Regions from separate parts of the Mus musculus genome. Here region 2 is linked to region 1. Evidence: chromatin contacts called from public Hi-C data. All regions are on one chromosome and are shown on one strand. Each heading gives the region's core, a stretch centred on a gene start, on an enhancer-like site or on the middle of the called end of the contact. The rest is flanking DNA. Distances are from core to core; before and after follow the strand shown.

Region 1 (7,856 bases), core at 1,384-3,883:
GCAGAATACAACTTTACAGGTGTGTCTTACGCAGCTCACTCAGGAAGAGCAGAAGCACCAGGCACAGGGTATTAACAAGGGGACATTTTAATTCTTAAAATGAAAATAAAGCTCCTAAACAGCAACACTACAAAAATTCATCCCTTTACTTCTAAATAATAATTAATAATAATAATAATAATAAAAAGGAAGTTATACAAGATAATTAAGATTTGCAAGGATTCATAAGTCAGCCAATCAGAATCCCAAATTAGTATTAGCTATGTCAATCAGGAATGTGATTTATCCATCCAGTTTCTGTTTGCTTAAAAGTTGTAACAATAAAGTGAGTTAAGATGTGTAATGTATTTTAGGATATAAAGAAGCAAGGTAAAGTAATAACTAAAATTAAGATTATAAAACTTATGGGACTAGAAGTAGCTGCTATTAGACTTCCATAAAGACTTTCATAAAGCTCTTTAGAACTTAACTACTTAGCCTGTAAAGGGCTCTACGTTCAATTCCTTGTACCGTAGAAGTAAAAGGACAACCATTTTTATGTATGAAAACCAGAAGAAGTACATGGAATACTTTAAACTCTTTCATTTACATTATAAAAATTACATGAAGGAAAAAAAAAAAACAAATCCAGGTAGGACACCCTTTGTGTGGCTCTCAACTGTTTAAAATATGTGCTTCAAATACCAAGAACACACTGCCCAACTGAGGCTACACTTGAAGATATCAGACACAATGATTTTGCCAATCGAAGAAACTTTCAACCAGCATTACACACGAACCCAAGATTCCGAGCCTATGCCTTAATAAAAACTCAATGAACTGGGAAGCGAGTCTTTTAAGAAGTACGCCAAACCATTTTAACAAAAATAAATAAATAAATAAATAAATAAATAAATAAAACAAAAATGTGGTGCAGGCACCACACAGCATACAGAGCACACAATTTGTACTTCTTTTCCTTCTCCTGGAATCCAGCGTTGGTTCACTCTACTTCCCCCAAGCAAACTTTATTAGTGCACCCTGACACTGAACTTTCCTATCAGGCCACCTCTTCATTCCAAGGGGTGTGTGTGTGTGTGTGTGTGTGTGTGTGTGTGTCCGTCCTTCACAGACACGTAACTTCATTTCTATACACAGAAGATATTTACACCTTTTGTATTGAACAAGGTCTTGTCCATCACCACGTGAGAAATGCAGAATAACAAGTTGTATCAGTTACCACATCCACTGAATTCCTATCACATTTTTAACAAGAACCCAACCCCCAGGGACTCAGGTTTGATCAACGCTCTCTATCCCACTGCAGCTGCCCTTTCCATTCTATTTCGGACACCAAGGAAGTCCTGGAAATAGAACTGAACCAAAGACGCATAACGGAAAAGTGAGTTTCTTTCCCACTGTATTCCAAGAGTTCTTTTCCAATAGTGCATCCTGTGCCACAGCACACTAATAAGAGGTGGTTTGTGGACTACACTGTGATGGACTACGCGTACAAAAGCCCTAGCATTTCAGCACAATCCACCTCAGGCAGTTTAGCATGTAACCTGCATAGTAAAGTTTCAGTCCAGTTCAGAATTGAGAAATGGGGACTCTGCAGAAAGTGATGGGGGGGGGGGGGTGGAAGTTGAAGGGTTATAAAAGATGTAACCTTCAAAAGCTGTTACCATTCTCAAGCGCTGAATTGGTTAGTAAGTCGTCCTGAAACTATTAGTAACTAGGAGTGACCAAACTCTAGGTCGCATATCTGCACAGAATGTATTGGAAGAACAGTACATTTCCAGGAAAACAGAGGGGGCAGGGGGAACTCTCCCAAGTCGTTCTCCTCGGGTCCTGCCAGGCCTCGAACTGACAGATGCCGGCGTGACTAACTTAAGTAGCACTAAGGCAAATTAAGGCAGGAGAGGGTTTCTCTCCTCCGAGGCTGCTCGGCTCCGGGCTCCAGCCGCCTGACTTCCGGCCTGGGAAGGAAACGTGCAGCCCAGGGCTGAAAGAAACAGGGAACCGGCCAAAGAGGAAGTAGAGCTGGCTGAGCAGCTCGGCAATGCCCGGTAGCTGCTTCCCGAGCTCGTCCGGGAGCGAGGACCGAACGGGGACGGGGACTGGGACGAGCGGGCTGAGAGAGGCTGCCTCGCCCGTGTGCGCGCTCGCCCTTCCGCCCGCTCGCCCGCCGGCCCGCAGCGGACCGAGCCCCAGCCCGCCTCCCTTCCCAGCCCGCGCGCAAGCCGCGGCCGGCGGCTCGGGCCTTCCCTGGCGGCGGGACGGGGCCCAGCGAGGCTGAGGGGAGGCCGGGGAGGGAGCGACGGCTGTGCAGCTGCCCGGGGAGGCTGACGGGGGAGGCGAGGCGCTTTTTCACCGTTAGCATCGTTATGTTATTTTTTTACCTGTAGCGCAGCAGGGCTCCCCAGCTCCTATTCCCTGAATCCTCCTCCCCTCCTTTCTCTCTCTCTCTCTCTCTGTCAGTCTCTCTGTCTCTCTCCTCTCTTTATCTCGCTCTCTCGCTCTCTCTCTCTCTCTCCCCGTCAGTCTGCCGGGCTCTCGTGGAACACGCCGGGCCTGGCCCGACCAGCAAGAGAATGGGGCGGGAGGTGGCGGCGGTGACCAGCGGCCACGTGACCACGCTCCCTCCGTAACGGCGTCCGCCTCCTGCTGCGCGCCCTCCCGGCGCTCCACCTCTAGTAACCCCGCGCGCCCGGGGACCCGTGCGCAGGCGCGCGCCCGGGCCTGGGACGAGCCAGCGGGTGAGCCGCGGGTGACCCGCGCTCTGGGAGCCTGGTGTCTTGGGGGATAGGTCGGGGTGAAGAGGGAAAAGGGGACGCCCGAGACCAATGGAGCTGCCTGGGCCATGCCGATGCGCATGCGCGCGGGGCCTCCCTACAGTGGGAGCCGGCCTTCTGCCACAACCCGAGGTCCCCCACTTGCCACCAGCTTCCCAGGGTGGGACTGGCATCGAGGAGATAAGTCAGGCCTGGGAACGTCCTAAGAATCTGGCACTCCTGCCTCGGATCGCACAATTTCCTTGTCTCCTGTAAATGGCCTTCCCTTCATCCTTGGTCTACAGCTGTACAGACTGATGACAGATAGGTCGTGCCACCCAATTTTGTAGGGACTCACTACCTCTTTGTGAAGACCTTCTTTGTATGAATCCAGAGAGGTGCTGTTTTTTGTTTTGTTTTTTTAGCAACCCCACACCTGTAAAAACACACAGGTTTTATCTTCTCAGACCTCGAATCTAGACTAATGACTAGTCATTAGATAGTTAATCTAATGAATGACAATTTTGGCAAATGACTAGACCCTGGTTTTACCGCCCTATGCCCCTGCTTAATCCTGACTTAAAGTTGCATTTAACCTCCAGCAATGGGAGGCTGGTATTTTCTTCTTCAATAAGAAAGTGGTAAATAGCTCATCTGAGTTGGAGAGAGAGAAAGAGAGATCTCTTATTAATCTGTCTTTACAAATAGCGCAAAAAAAAAAAAAATCAGTTGTTATGTTCAGATTATGGAAACCAAAACAGAGGTCAGAAAGTTAGCTAGCTTCCAAGGAAGGCATACCACACTTAACACAGTGATTCTCTTTTTTCTAATGCCCTTCTCACTGTAGCAGAAATTGAACAGGTTGAATAGAGTAAGCTATTAAAAGTTCTGGCTAAACTCATGATTACATTAGTCTCATGAACAGAATCCTAAGAAATAGGAAGATGCATCATGCTGTATTTGGATATTGCTCTCCCAGCTAGCAATACAGCAGTCAGCCACATGACTGGTATTCTACAATGTATAGTGGACTTTGTTCTCCGGCACCGAAATATCTCACCGCAGACCCTCATCTCCTTCCTGAAGTACTGACTATGCTGGTGTTACTGGGACTGTAGAGGTCCTTCAGTGTGGTCACCAAATGACAGGAGAAATCTCTATCCCCTCTTGGGACGCTTAGTCTCATAAATAGCATAATTTAAGAAGGGACCGAAGGGCAATTTCATTAGAGATGAAAAGAACATCTCTGAAGACTATAAAGCTCAGCTGCTTCTCAGAGATGGATAAAAGAAGACAGAAAGCAGCCATACCATTTGTGGTGATTAAATAAAAATCGCCCCCGTAGGCTCATGTGTTCGAATGGTTAGTCACCAGAGAGTAGAGTGATAGAAGGATTTGAAGGTGTGGCCTTGTCAAAGGAAGTGAGCTTTTGAAACCTCAAAAGCTCATAGTGGGCCCAGTCTCTCAGCCTACAGATCAGGAGTAGTTTTCAGCTGCTTCTCCAGCACCATGTCTACCTGCATGTCTCCAGGTTCCTCACCATGATGATAATGGACTAAACTGACACTGTAAGCAAGCTGCCAATTATTATTTTCTTTTCAAAGAGTTGACGTGGTCATGGTGCCTCCTAAGACACCATTGAAGCTGGCACAGAGGGTAGCTACACGGCCAACCACCAACTGCATGGTATGGAAGGAGACTTTACAGAAAGAAAGAAAGAAAGAAAGAAAGAAAGAAAGAAAGAAAGAAAGAAAGAAGGGAGGGAGGGAGGGAGGGAGGGAGGGAGGGAGGGAGGGAGGGAGGGAGGGAGGGAGGGAGGGAGGGAGGGAGGGAGAGAGAGAGAGAGAGAGAGAGAGAGAGAGAGAGAGAGAGAGAGAGAGAGGTAGAAAGAAAGAAAGAAAGAAAGAAAACCCAGAGTGTTAAGGAAAACAAGATTAGGAAGAGACAGAAAAAATTCTAAAAGTAGTCTGACTTAACTAGCTACACAGCTGCAGCCTATACAGGGGATTGGGATTCTAGGTAGGAAAAAGGACAGGATTTCATTGAAAAGATAATTAACCCCACCTATCTCTCTAACTTAAGGTGAGTCCACCCTTCTACAGGCAGCCCTCTGGCCAAGTGAATGGCCCAATCCAGCTAGAATATTAGGTCTCCAGGCCTGAGAGTTAGTTCGCTGTCTTGATGGGGACTTAAATGCTAGGAAGAGTCAGCTAGGTCCCTGCTTGCCTAGTATATTATGTGACCAAAAATGCAAGAAGATATGAGAAACAGCCCAGTCATTCCCCACAACCTGCGTCCTGGTTGTTCCAAGATGGGCAGGCCCACCTGACCCCACTAAATGCAGCTCCACTATCCTTTAGATCACAACAGTAACTTAACAAAGGAACCAGTTCTCTCCTACTTGTTCTTTCTCCCCTCAGAAACAGTCTGTCTATAAGAGCTCAGTCTATAGAGCACTACGACAAGGTGGAGAATAACCCCTTAGGTTCAGTCTCCCAATGTTTTGTTTTGTTTTAAAGTAACCTTAGAAAAACAAACTGAACTGATGAATTCCATAGGATTCACTTATGCTACTTGTAATACAATTCAAGAGTTACAGCATCCCAGCATTGTTATAAATGTGGCAATATCTAAATGAACTCTTTGTCTTGGGTGACACAACTGGAAGCACAAGGGCCAGCCCTTGACTATAACTGGCTTTCTTTTCTTTTCTTTTCTTTTCTTTTCTTTTCTTTTCTTTTCTTTTCTTTTTGTGGTGGTGGTTTTAGGTTTTTTGAGACAGGGTTTCTCTGTGTAGTACTGGCTGTCTTGGAACTCACTCTGTCGACCACGCTGGCCTCAAACTCATAGAGACCTGCATGCCTCTCCGAATCAGAGTGTTGAGATTAAAGGTATGTGCCACCCACCACCTGCTGTCTAAGCCTCTGTCTTTATGAACATTCAACTCCACCCACCTAAGGCGGCCTAACGTGGTAATAAAATGTAAGTCCTGTGGTATGGCGTTGTCGACTGGAAAGTGAGAGGATTGTAGTTTTCTCTTTTTCAATCTTTTATCATTGTTGCTGTTTTTACAATAAAATCTGGTACACTCAGTTTCCTCCCTCGTGGTTTTCTTCCTCCTCTGAGGAGCTGAGGCGAAACACCCTCATCTCATCCTCTGCCCCACCCTCACACTGCAGCTACAGGACGAAGGTTTGGCTCTAGAGACATCTTAACTCTCATTCTAGTCATAGCAAATAAAATTGACATTATTTTTTAGAATGCCTACCAAGAAAATGAAAATAAAGATGCTGAAACCAGAAATCAATTTGTATGTAGTGTCTGCATACCTATGCGTGATAGACTTCTGGCTCCTCCTCTCTTCCAAATCTATTTTTCTCATCTTCCATTGGAATTGAGTTTCAGCTGGGAACACAGCCATCCATCTGGAGGCTACATTTTCTATTCCCCCTTGTGGCTGGGTGTGGCCATGTGACTCCATTTTCATCCAGGGAATGCTAGAGGGAGCAATGTGTTCATTTTCTATATTACTTGCTTTAAAAAAAAAATGTCCACCCTACAATGTTTCTCCCATTCTATTCCTGCTGTGCACTTCGTTCCAGAAATACAGACATAGTGACCTAGCTCCCAGGATGAACAGCCTAGCAGAGCAACTAAACATAGTTGCTGGGTCTCTGGATTGCTTCATGAAAACCTATCTATCCAACATTGACTCTCTGCTCTGACTTCTATTAGAGAGATAAGTGCATGACTTATTTAAGCCACTAAATTTTAAAGCTTTCATTAAAGCCAAATACAATATATAAGGCATTATATTTTGGTAAATAAGTTGCTAGGTGCAGAATCTTAATAATGTAAAACTGTCTAGATTTTCTTTTATAGCATAAAAAATGCATTTTTTCAAAGAAGAAATTATGTTGAGTTTATAGATACCTAATGTTAAATGTTACACTTAAATACTCCAAAGTATTTTACATTGTTATAAGCAACACAGTTCAAATTGTCAGCTCCTGTCTTTGTTGAAATGTTTTCCCCATTCTGTTTTGAATGGCTGCCTAAAAAGTCTCACATTCTATGGGCTTTTCAAAGACAAACAATGTATCTTATTTATCTCCAGAGTTTTAGCACTTTAAGAAATTTTTTGTATTTGATAGAATTGGTTGGTTAGCTGGTTAGTTGGTTGGTTTTTGATATGGCCTAGGCTGGACTCAAACAATCCTTCCACTAGGTCATCTAAGTTGTTTAGATCAATAAATGACTAAAAGCGAATAAATGTGTATCACATTATAGAAACTATCACCTTGCTACTTGATTAAACAGAGTATTATGTGATGAAAAGTACCAGAGTAACACGAATTTAACAACTTAAGACAGCATACATTTCTAAATCCACTACCTCTGTAAGTGAACAGTACATGGTATAACTAGGTTCTTTGCTTCCAGGTGTCTCTGCAGGTTTGTAATTAAGTTGTTAACTGGGGTTGCTATCTATCTGTGTTTGAAGGTGGCAAAAGTGAGTCACTTGACAGTTTTACACTCAGGAGCCTCAATCTCTAACTGACTGTGAACTAGAGGCTGCTCACAGATCTTGCCATTTGAACCTTACCACAAAGAAGCTTGTTGCATTAAAACAGGGCACAGAAAGACAAAGAAAGATGGGGGGGGGGAGAGAGAGAGAGAGAGAGAGACCAGAAATGACAAAAGACATAGAATATAATCATGGACATGAAATTCTGCTCACCATTACATGTTCTTGGTTGGAAAAGCATGACTTAAGAAGAGAGTATTATTATATGGCCATGTATTGTCAAGACACAAGAAAATTAGAAGCTGTCCTCAAATCTGTCTGCCAGTGATATAAACACATGTGCATAAGGTGTGAATATGTAGAATATTAACATAAAGAATCTTCAGTAGATTATGGAATGATTGAAGTAGTTCAATACTTTTCAATATGGCATAAAAGGATGAAAATCTATTGTCGGAGTCCTTTCCATAGGAATAGAAAGGCTCCAACACATTAACCCCAGTAGTTGGGCCTCAGTACTATTGGCAATTTATTCAGCTAGTATCTATGAGGAAATCATTTTCAAAAGGTGGCTG
Region 2 (7,856 bases), core at 2,406-4,905, 1.3 Mb after region 1:
ATACAATATGTGATCTTCCAGAAAGTCTATTGGAATGAGCAGCAATGATGTGGAGTGGACCGCTTGACTGCTTACCCATGAGTACTTTCTCCTCTCTGCCTGTCCCTCAGTCTTATCCCTTCGAAGCACTTTAGGGCAAATTTTGGCTAATATTTTGTAATTTAATGTGTGTAAATGTTTTGCATGCGCATAGATCTGCACATCACTCGTGTGCCTGGTATCCATGGAGACCAGAAGAGGGAGTAAGATCCCCTGGAACTGTATTTACAGATATGAGTTGTCATGTGCATGCTACGAGTCACTCTTCCTCTGAAAGAGCAGCCTATACTCTTAACCACTGAGCAGTCTTTCCAGCCACCTATTGTATTGTTTTTTTTTCTGTTTGCTTTTATTTAACTTTTTATTGATTCTGTTTTGATTTCACCTCATGCTCCCCACTGCCACTCATTTCCCTGTCCCTTCTCATCTGCTCTCCACCCTTGCAACCTCCCTTCAAAGGAAAAAAAAATCTTGTTGTGGAAACTGTAATTTGTGCTAGTGTGTCCCAAAATATCCACTTTGTCTATGTTTCTTTACATGCAAATATATGTTGCAATGAGTCATTGGTCTGGATCGAGGCCTCTGGCTTCTTATACTATATCAGTACTGGATCTTCACTGGGATTCCTCTCAGATATCCTGCTGATGCTCTGTTTCATGGTGATCCTGTAGCTTTGGATCTGTAGGACCAGTCTCTTCATACTCTCCAGCGGTTCATAGATGAGACAGATGTTGGAGTGAATCAACTCAAAGCCCTGGATTTGGGCCTGGGTAGTAGTTGTGCCAGTTTTCCTGTACCCACAGCACCAGGGAAGCTCTCTACCATTGCTTTGGCTAGTTTATCCAATGACAGGTCTCCTGTTCTCGTGACCACAGGGCCAGCTCTATAACCTGTAGCAGGTGGTATGGAGCATGGTAAGGGTGGGGGGAAGGCATTTTTTTTCCTTCATACACACGACTTAACAGCAGAAAAGTAGCAGGGTTAGCTCTTCCAAGTGTTGCAGGTGGTAAGAGATGGGGCCAGCTTTCCCACTCTTATGACCTGGGGACAAGTTCTTTTACTTGACATAGGTGGAGAGGGGCAAGGGAGAGGTTTTGCTTTGTTTTGAGCTTTTTATTTTAACTCTGTACCAGTAATGTAAACTGGAAATGGTTGGGTGATTTTTGCATAAGGGACCAATGAGATCAACATAAAGAAGATTGACACTTCTTTCTCTTTAGAGTCTCAAGTTATTAAGCTAACTCAGATACATTAAAATAGCTCTCAAGTGAGTTACAGCAGCAGGAGATACCTATGGCCAATTTTATTGTAAAAACAGAAGTATATAATTGACTATTGACCTAGACTGGTATTTATACAGCGAGTGGGGATAAGCAGTCACTTAATTACCCTGTGAATATGCTTGAGGAAGGTTAGCTATGAGAGGTGTGCCATCTTCACAGCACACCATAAGTGAGATAGGCCATGAAAGATACAAGCATCTCTGAGAATAGTAATCTCTGATTACTGGTTCTGCTTTTTACCTGCCCTATAGAATGTGTAGAAGCATGTCAGAATTGGTGTGCAATTTCCATGAGCCAACAAACAGTATACATAAGACTAGTGCTACAAACAGCAGAAGACTTAGACAAGTAGGTGATTTTCTCAGGGGCCTCGAGGCCAAGGCTATGTCGTCAACTGGCACAGCTATGGCAAAAGTCATGCCAGAGTTTCTGGATCTCTGATCCTACTTTTAGCGGGTGAGAAACTGGAATTCAGATAAAGCAGTACACTTGAGCACTAAAATAAATAGCTAAGGTGGGACTGAGCCAGGAAGATAAGATTCTCATACTCCATGATAGTCAAGGTGGAAGCTGAACTTGCACAATGAAGCTTCTGATTGATTATGTGAAAATAGGAAGCATGGAGTACGGGCATCTCAGGGACTCAGGTGCCCTGGATTCCTCCAGGTCTTATCAAAAAGCAAACAAAAATGTTTGCTCAGTTCTAATCTTTCTGGTAGAAGGTGATGATGCATACTCAAGAGCTGTGGAGTTTGCATTTCATTTCCTGATTTTGGTTCCTGTGCCTTTGTGTTATAATGGTTTAACTAAATCAAAATATGTCTACCAGAATTCATGTCCATGCATGGCTCCATGATATTGTCAACCAAAATAAAGTTTTATATTGGCATAGAGGGCAGAGTGAAACGATCATAGTTGCTCTTTCAGGACAGCTGTTGGGCCTTGGCGATGAAGACCTCCTGTTTTGGGTGTGCTAGTGTGTTGGTCAGTGTAGGGAAGCATCCAGGTGGCACTCATCCTACTCCAGCCACGCCTCCTTCTTCAGCTTTCTGTGAGCCAGGATCCCATCTAACTTTGTAATAAGAAGCTTTTCCTGTGGCCCAAAACTGAACAAGGTGAGCTTCAAAAACACCCAGTGTTGTATTAAATATTTTTAAAAATCCCAGTGGAGGGAAGGTTCCTGCTACCTACCCCAATGGTTTGTCTTCCCAAATGAAAGAAACACACACAGCCTTTATATTTTGATATGCCTTAATCAGCTCAATAGCTGGGCCACTGCCTAACCTCTCTGTGGTTAATCCACCCAAGCTATTACCTACTAAACTCTATATTCTATCTTGGCTGCCCTGGACCCAGAAGGCTGCCTAACTGGACCATGCTCTCTAGGTTCTATCGCATACTGGCTATATCTCTGTCCTCCACTATTCTCAGGCATAGTGTCTCCCCTCTCCTCCACTCTCCCTGCATGGCAGATCTCCTCTTCTTCTCCCCTCATTCCTGTCCCAAGCCTGGGAATACTCTAATCCTGCCTCTGTCTGCCCTGCCTAGCCATTGGCAGTGAGCAGCTTTATTACCAATCAGAATCAACTGGGATCAGGGTACCTCAGTGTCTTATATTGGAACTGTCATATGTAAGCAATTTGGGGGACCCAAATTAACATTAGAATAGAAGCATCATTAGGCCAAACTCAGTACAACCCAGGGGCTCCAATATACTCTTACCTGCTCCTATTCATACCAGATTTCTTTTTTTTTTTCCTTAAAGACAAATCTTGCTGAAGCCATGATCTGAACTACATAAAAAATCAATAGACCTACATGAACTCTTCATCAGCTTCCCAGCTTTATACAGAACCCCCACTGGTAAGCTTCTGCTCCATGTGTTCGGTGTTGAAAGTACTTCTCTGATCAACCCATACCCTGACATCAGGACTATACCAGAGATCTATTTTATGACTTAGGGACAGAGACTGACATACTCCTGAGCATGGGTAAAAATGGAGTATTCAGGGTGGGTTCCCAGGGTTCTACAGCATCACAGAAAACACAGCACACAGACTGACACCAAATCCTATGGGAACCTGAGAGGTGAGCACCCATGCAGGAATCAGGCCAGGGATAAATACCTGGCCATGCCTTGTGAAGGGAAAGTCCCACTTCCGCAGGTTCAGAGAGAGAGGCTCTAGGAGAAGAGCCTGGGATCTACTGTGGCTAGATCTTACCTAAAGAGTCTCGATTTTAAATGTATGTAACCACAGATAACACATGTCTAGGGTTAGTAATTTCTTTCTGCAGGCCAGACTGGCTCACAGTAAGCATATACTACAGAGGTAAAAGTATCTGGGTTGAGGTTTCTGCACCACCACTCAGATATGTTACTTATCCTTTGACAAATGACTGGGGTTAGGGAGGTGGATCTTCATGTCCTTTGTCTCTAAGCTGTCAGTGAGAACACTTATCTCCTCTGATGTCTATTAAGACCAAAAGAGTACCTAAGATACCAGAAAAGGCTATGAGAAAGAAAAACTAGTTGTTCACTAATCTATGACAGAGTGCCTCCTAATCACTTACAAGCTGACGTCCTGTCATTACTGAGGGCTCGCTTTCAGAATTACTTTGTGTGTGTGTGTGTGTGTGTGTGTGTGTGTGTGTGTGTATCATTGCTTGCTCTGAGAAATGGTGAAAGGAAACAGGTGAAATAATTTGCTTTTAGTTTCTTCAGTGTTTCTCATATTGTGTCTTAAAAATATGACGAGTTGGGGCCAGGCAGATAATTCGGTGGATACAAGATTTGCTGCACAATATGAGGATAAAAGTTCAGACCCCAAGAATGAATGTAAGTTTCATGTGAGTATAAAGGCCTGCCTGTAATCCCAGGTCTTTATACTCACATACTCAAAGAGCATGCCCATGCAAGATGGCTAGCCAAACCAGCCCTGCATGTGAGCTCTCCTTTCATTTGAGAGGCCCTTGAAGGGACTCTGGCCAGCTTGAGTGTGGCGAGCATGCCTCTGGCAGGCCTTACTTACCCTTTTGCCCAATTCTCTCTGCCTTGCTAAAAATTGTTAGATTACATATGTGAAGCTAGCCCCCAAGGTCTATCCCATTAGTTGTACCAATCCCTCCTTCTCTGGCTGATTACCAAGGTCCAGCTATCAAAGTACTGAAGACTGGCAATCAGCCCTCTTTGGTTCACCTAATTAACATACACAATTAAAATTAAACACCTTGTCCTAACACGAGGTCTCCCCTTTATAAGCTGCCACTTTCCTATGTGCCACCTCTGTCTCCTCTCTCTCAAGAGGCAATCCTTTGTCCTTCTCCCTTGCCCCTTTCCTCCCCTCTCCTTTGTCCCCTTTTCCACTCCCTCTTTCTCTCTTCCTGTCCTTGCTCCTTATCCCTGCCTTCTGTCCCTCTGGAACAATACATTTTCCTTATACTGAGAACTTGGTCTTTGGGGTCCAAGCTAACACTTTTCCTTTCATCCCTGTCTCAATAAATAATGTAAAGGAAGACTTCACTGTCAGACCTCCACATATATATGGAGGCATATGGGTCCATACCCATTCAAAGGTGCATATACTCACCCATAGACACATGTACCAAAACAAACACATGAGTGCAGGAGGGGGGATATAGCTCAGTGGTTAGGAGGTGGAGTTCAGTTCTCAGTGCACATGTCTTATGGTGAACAACTGCCTGTAACTCCAGCTCTAGGAAATTCAACTTCTTTCTGGTCTTTATGTGTACCTGGACACACACACACACACACACACACACACACACACACACACAAATAAATCTTTAAAATAATGTCTGAGGTGGGAGCTGGAGATATGGCTCAAAGGTTAAGAACTGACTATTCTTACAGAGGACCCAGATTCAATTGGTTGCTTGTACCTGTACAGTAGATCACAGCTGCATGTAATTCCTGTCCCAAGGATTCTGATGTGTCTTCTGACCTCCACATGGAACAGGCACACACATAGTAAGCAAACATACAAGCAGACAAAACATTTATACAATAAAAATAAATAAAGATATAATATAAAAAAACAAACAAACAAACCTCAGTTGCTTTTCAGCTGTTTCCAACACACAGTTCAGGGTGTGAGATGTTTCATTTCTTTGATGAGTGACCCCCATCTCTTCTAAGTTTCAGGCTTGCAAAAAGAATTCTCATGCTGGTACTTTCATATTATAAGGTACTGAGCATATCAGAAGATGCCACTGGAGAAATTTCAAACAGAAAGACTGGTATTTGTTCCCCACTTAGCCATAATGCTAAGGACCATTGTCATTCAAAAGGCTCCTGTTGTTCAGTCACTCATCTTGCTGAGAGTGATTCTCAAAATTTCATGAATAGTAAGATAGTTTCTGGTTCCCTAGATGTTAAAATATGAACAAAGGAATTCATATTAAATAGCATTGAATAGAGCCTTTGCAAAACAAAAAACAACAACAACAAAACAAACAACCCCCAAAAAAAGAAACAACGAAAAAAAAAAACATTGCAAATTGAAATAACAATAACCACAACAACAAAAAGTCTAAGAGAACAATCCAAGTTATATAAAGAAAACCACCTAGTATTTTTACAAGTCTCAGATGTGTTATCTGTGTCCTTTCTAGGGCCTTCCTTAAGATATTTACTGTTATGTCTAGAGAATGGGAAAATCTGGTTTCCAATGATGGTATATGGCACTCATGGGTGAATAGGTAAGTTTGAAAAGTCACATGCACGACAATCCTGCTCATTTGAGTTTGAGGGCTTGAAGACCAAACCAGAGAAAACAGGGACAGAAGGATTCAAGGCCTTAATCCCTCTGGGAAGGCATATTGAGGTGAGAAAAATCATGGGAGAAATTAAATACAATGCATAACACATTCATTTAAGTCAAAACATATAACCTGATGTGGAGAGAGGGAAAAAGAGAGGAGAGAGAGAGAGAGAGAGAGAGAGAGAGAGAGAGAGAGAGAGAGAGAGAGTCAGGGAAGAGGGGAAAGGCAGAGACAAGGTTCTAGAAATTCCCCATGGTGCTGAGATCTCACAGACCCATTCGCCCACCAAGCCTACATTCCAATGTTTCCTCTGTGAGAAGAGAAGAGAACTGCTCTGATCTGGGCTATCTTGTCCTCCTTGCTTAGCCTCTTTACCTGCAAGTGTCAGGTGTTAGAAAAGGAAGCCAGCACCAGAGAGAAACAGAGCAAGGAAGGGCTCTCCTGCCCCACATCCCACCGCTATAAAGGATTCCAAGAGCTGAACCGGGCATTGTATATTTCATTTACAACGACTGTACAACAGCTGTATAATCGATGTTGTTGAAGATGTGAGTGTTGCTCAGAGTGAAGCATAAATGTCCACAGCGAGCTGCAAATGTGAATAAGAATGGCCTGCCTGCATAGTAATTGGTATTATTACTGGAATGAATGAGAAAGCCACATATGGACGGATGGGTGGGGCTACGAAGGGGTGAAACAGGAGAGACTAATGGTTGCTTTATTTTCTCTTACCCATGTCCCTTCTTTCAGATAACCAGTCATTGCAGGTGGAGGAAAAGGAATGAAAAGTAGAAAACACAGCAGGCAGAAGGTAAAGCAGTTTATCTATAACATGCCCTTTCCACTCCTATTAATTGTAGCAAATTATAACATGCATCCCCTCCTGCGGAGGAATCTATTACAAAGGGGTAGAAAGACAGACTTAGTCAACTGGGTGGGGGTTGGGGGGGGGAGACATCGGAAAGAGAAACACTTCAGGTTAATTGGAGCTAAGAATATAAAATACTCATCTTAAAGTGTGTGCTTCAGTTATGAGAAGGAAAGTGTCGAGATCAAAATGTTTTCTGTGCAGGATTCAACACAGCATGGGTGTTTTGAAACAAGCGGTAATCATTTCTCATGGAGAAATCAGAAGCAGCAGCTCCTGCTTAGGACAAGCGCAAGAGAGACCAATTCTAGTCTCCCTGGGGACCCTGGAAGAGACACATAGGCAGTCGGTGAAGGAGTCGCTTGAACCAAGCGGCTGCAGTAGTGACAGGGATTATGAGGCAGTTCAATTGCTTAATGCTTTATTCATACAGTAGAAATGACACGGAATTCCCCTAGAATTCTAAACATTAGGAGGGAACAAATTTTTAGTTTGAAAAAAAAAAATCAGTGTGACTTCTATACAGCTCTCAAAGCAAATGAATTGGTCAACTCTGTCATCAGGAAATAAGAAAATGTAAGGATTATTCCCTTGGCAAGCCAGGCTCCCTGATATTCTTTGAGAGACGAGGAATTTTGAGCCTGATGCAGAAACAGCCTGTGCCCGGCTCAACAGAGCTCTGCTCTGCTTGCTCTCACCCTGGTAGCATCCATGCGGCATTAGAATCTTTATTAGGACTCTATTTAAATATTTTTTTAACTAGAAATTATTTCTCTAAAGTAATAAACAGTGCACCAAACAACACCAAGTTAAAAATTCTTAGAAAGAAAGGCAGGGAAATTAGATACAATTTTCACACAGTTCTCATGTAAGCACATGAGAAT

Evidence for each region. A called contact is a pair of places that touch in the nucleus more often than the background predicts.
Region 2: a contact with region 1 is called in a Hi-C map of Th1 cells, with 3 times the contacts expected there. The contact joins the enhancer-like site here to the promoter of Tbc1d5 in region 1. A contact is called at or near these places in 6 of 39 promoter capture datasets (the C10 cell line, cranial neural crest, frontonasal cranial neural crest and 3 more), 1 of 15 datasets of contacts at CTCF or cohesin (pro-B cells), 1 of 484 Hi-C or Micro-C datasets (Th1 cells), 3 of 115 datasets of contacts at active chromatin or transcription factors (astrocytes, large pre-B cells and memory CD8 T cells) and 1 of 9 other capture datasets (embryonic trunk).

The regions. Positions count from the first base shown.
Region 1 is chr17:51,176,719-51,184,574 of GRCm38.p6, forward strand. Tbc1d5 (TBC1 domain family, member 5) reads right to left here and starts at 2,634. Exons shown (of 22, transcript NM_028162.4): 1 at 2,382-2,634.
Region 2 is chr17:52,452,191-52,460,046 of GRCm38.p6, forward strand. No RefSeq gene overlaps it. Among named protein-coding and RNA genes, the nearest start is that of Gm27217, 150 kb to the right of the region's middle. Within about 2 kb of position 3,656, at least 13 of the 459 cell types and tissues checked have an H3K27ac peak or open chromatin away from gene starts, as enhancers often do. A contact at or near this core is called in Th1 cells, where this site is marked.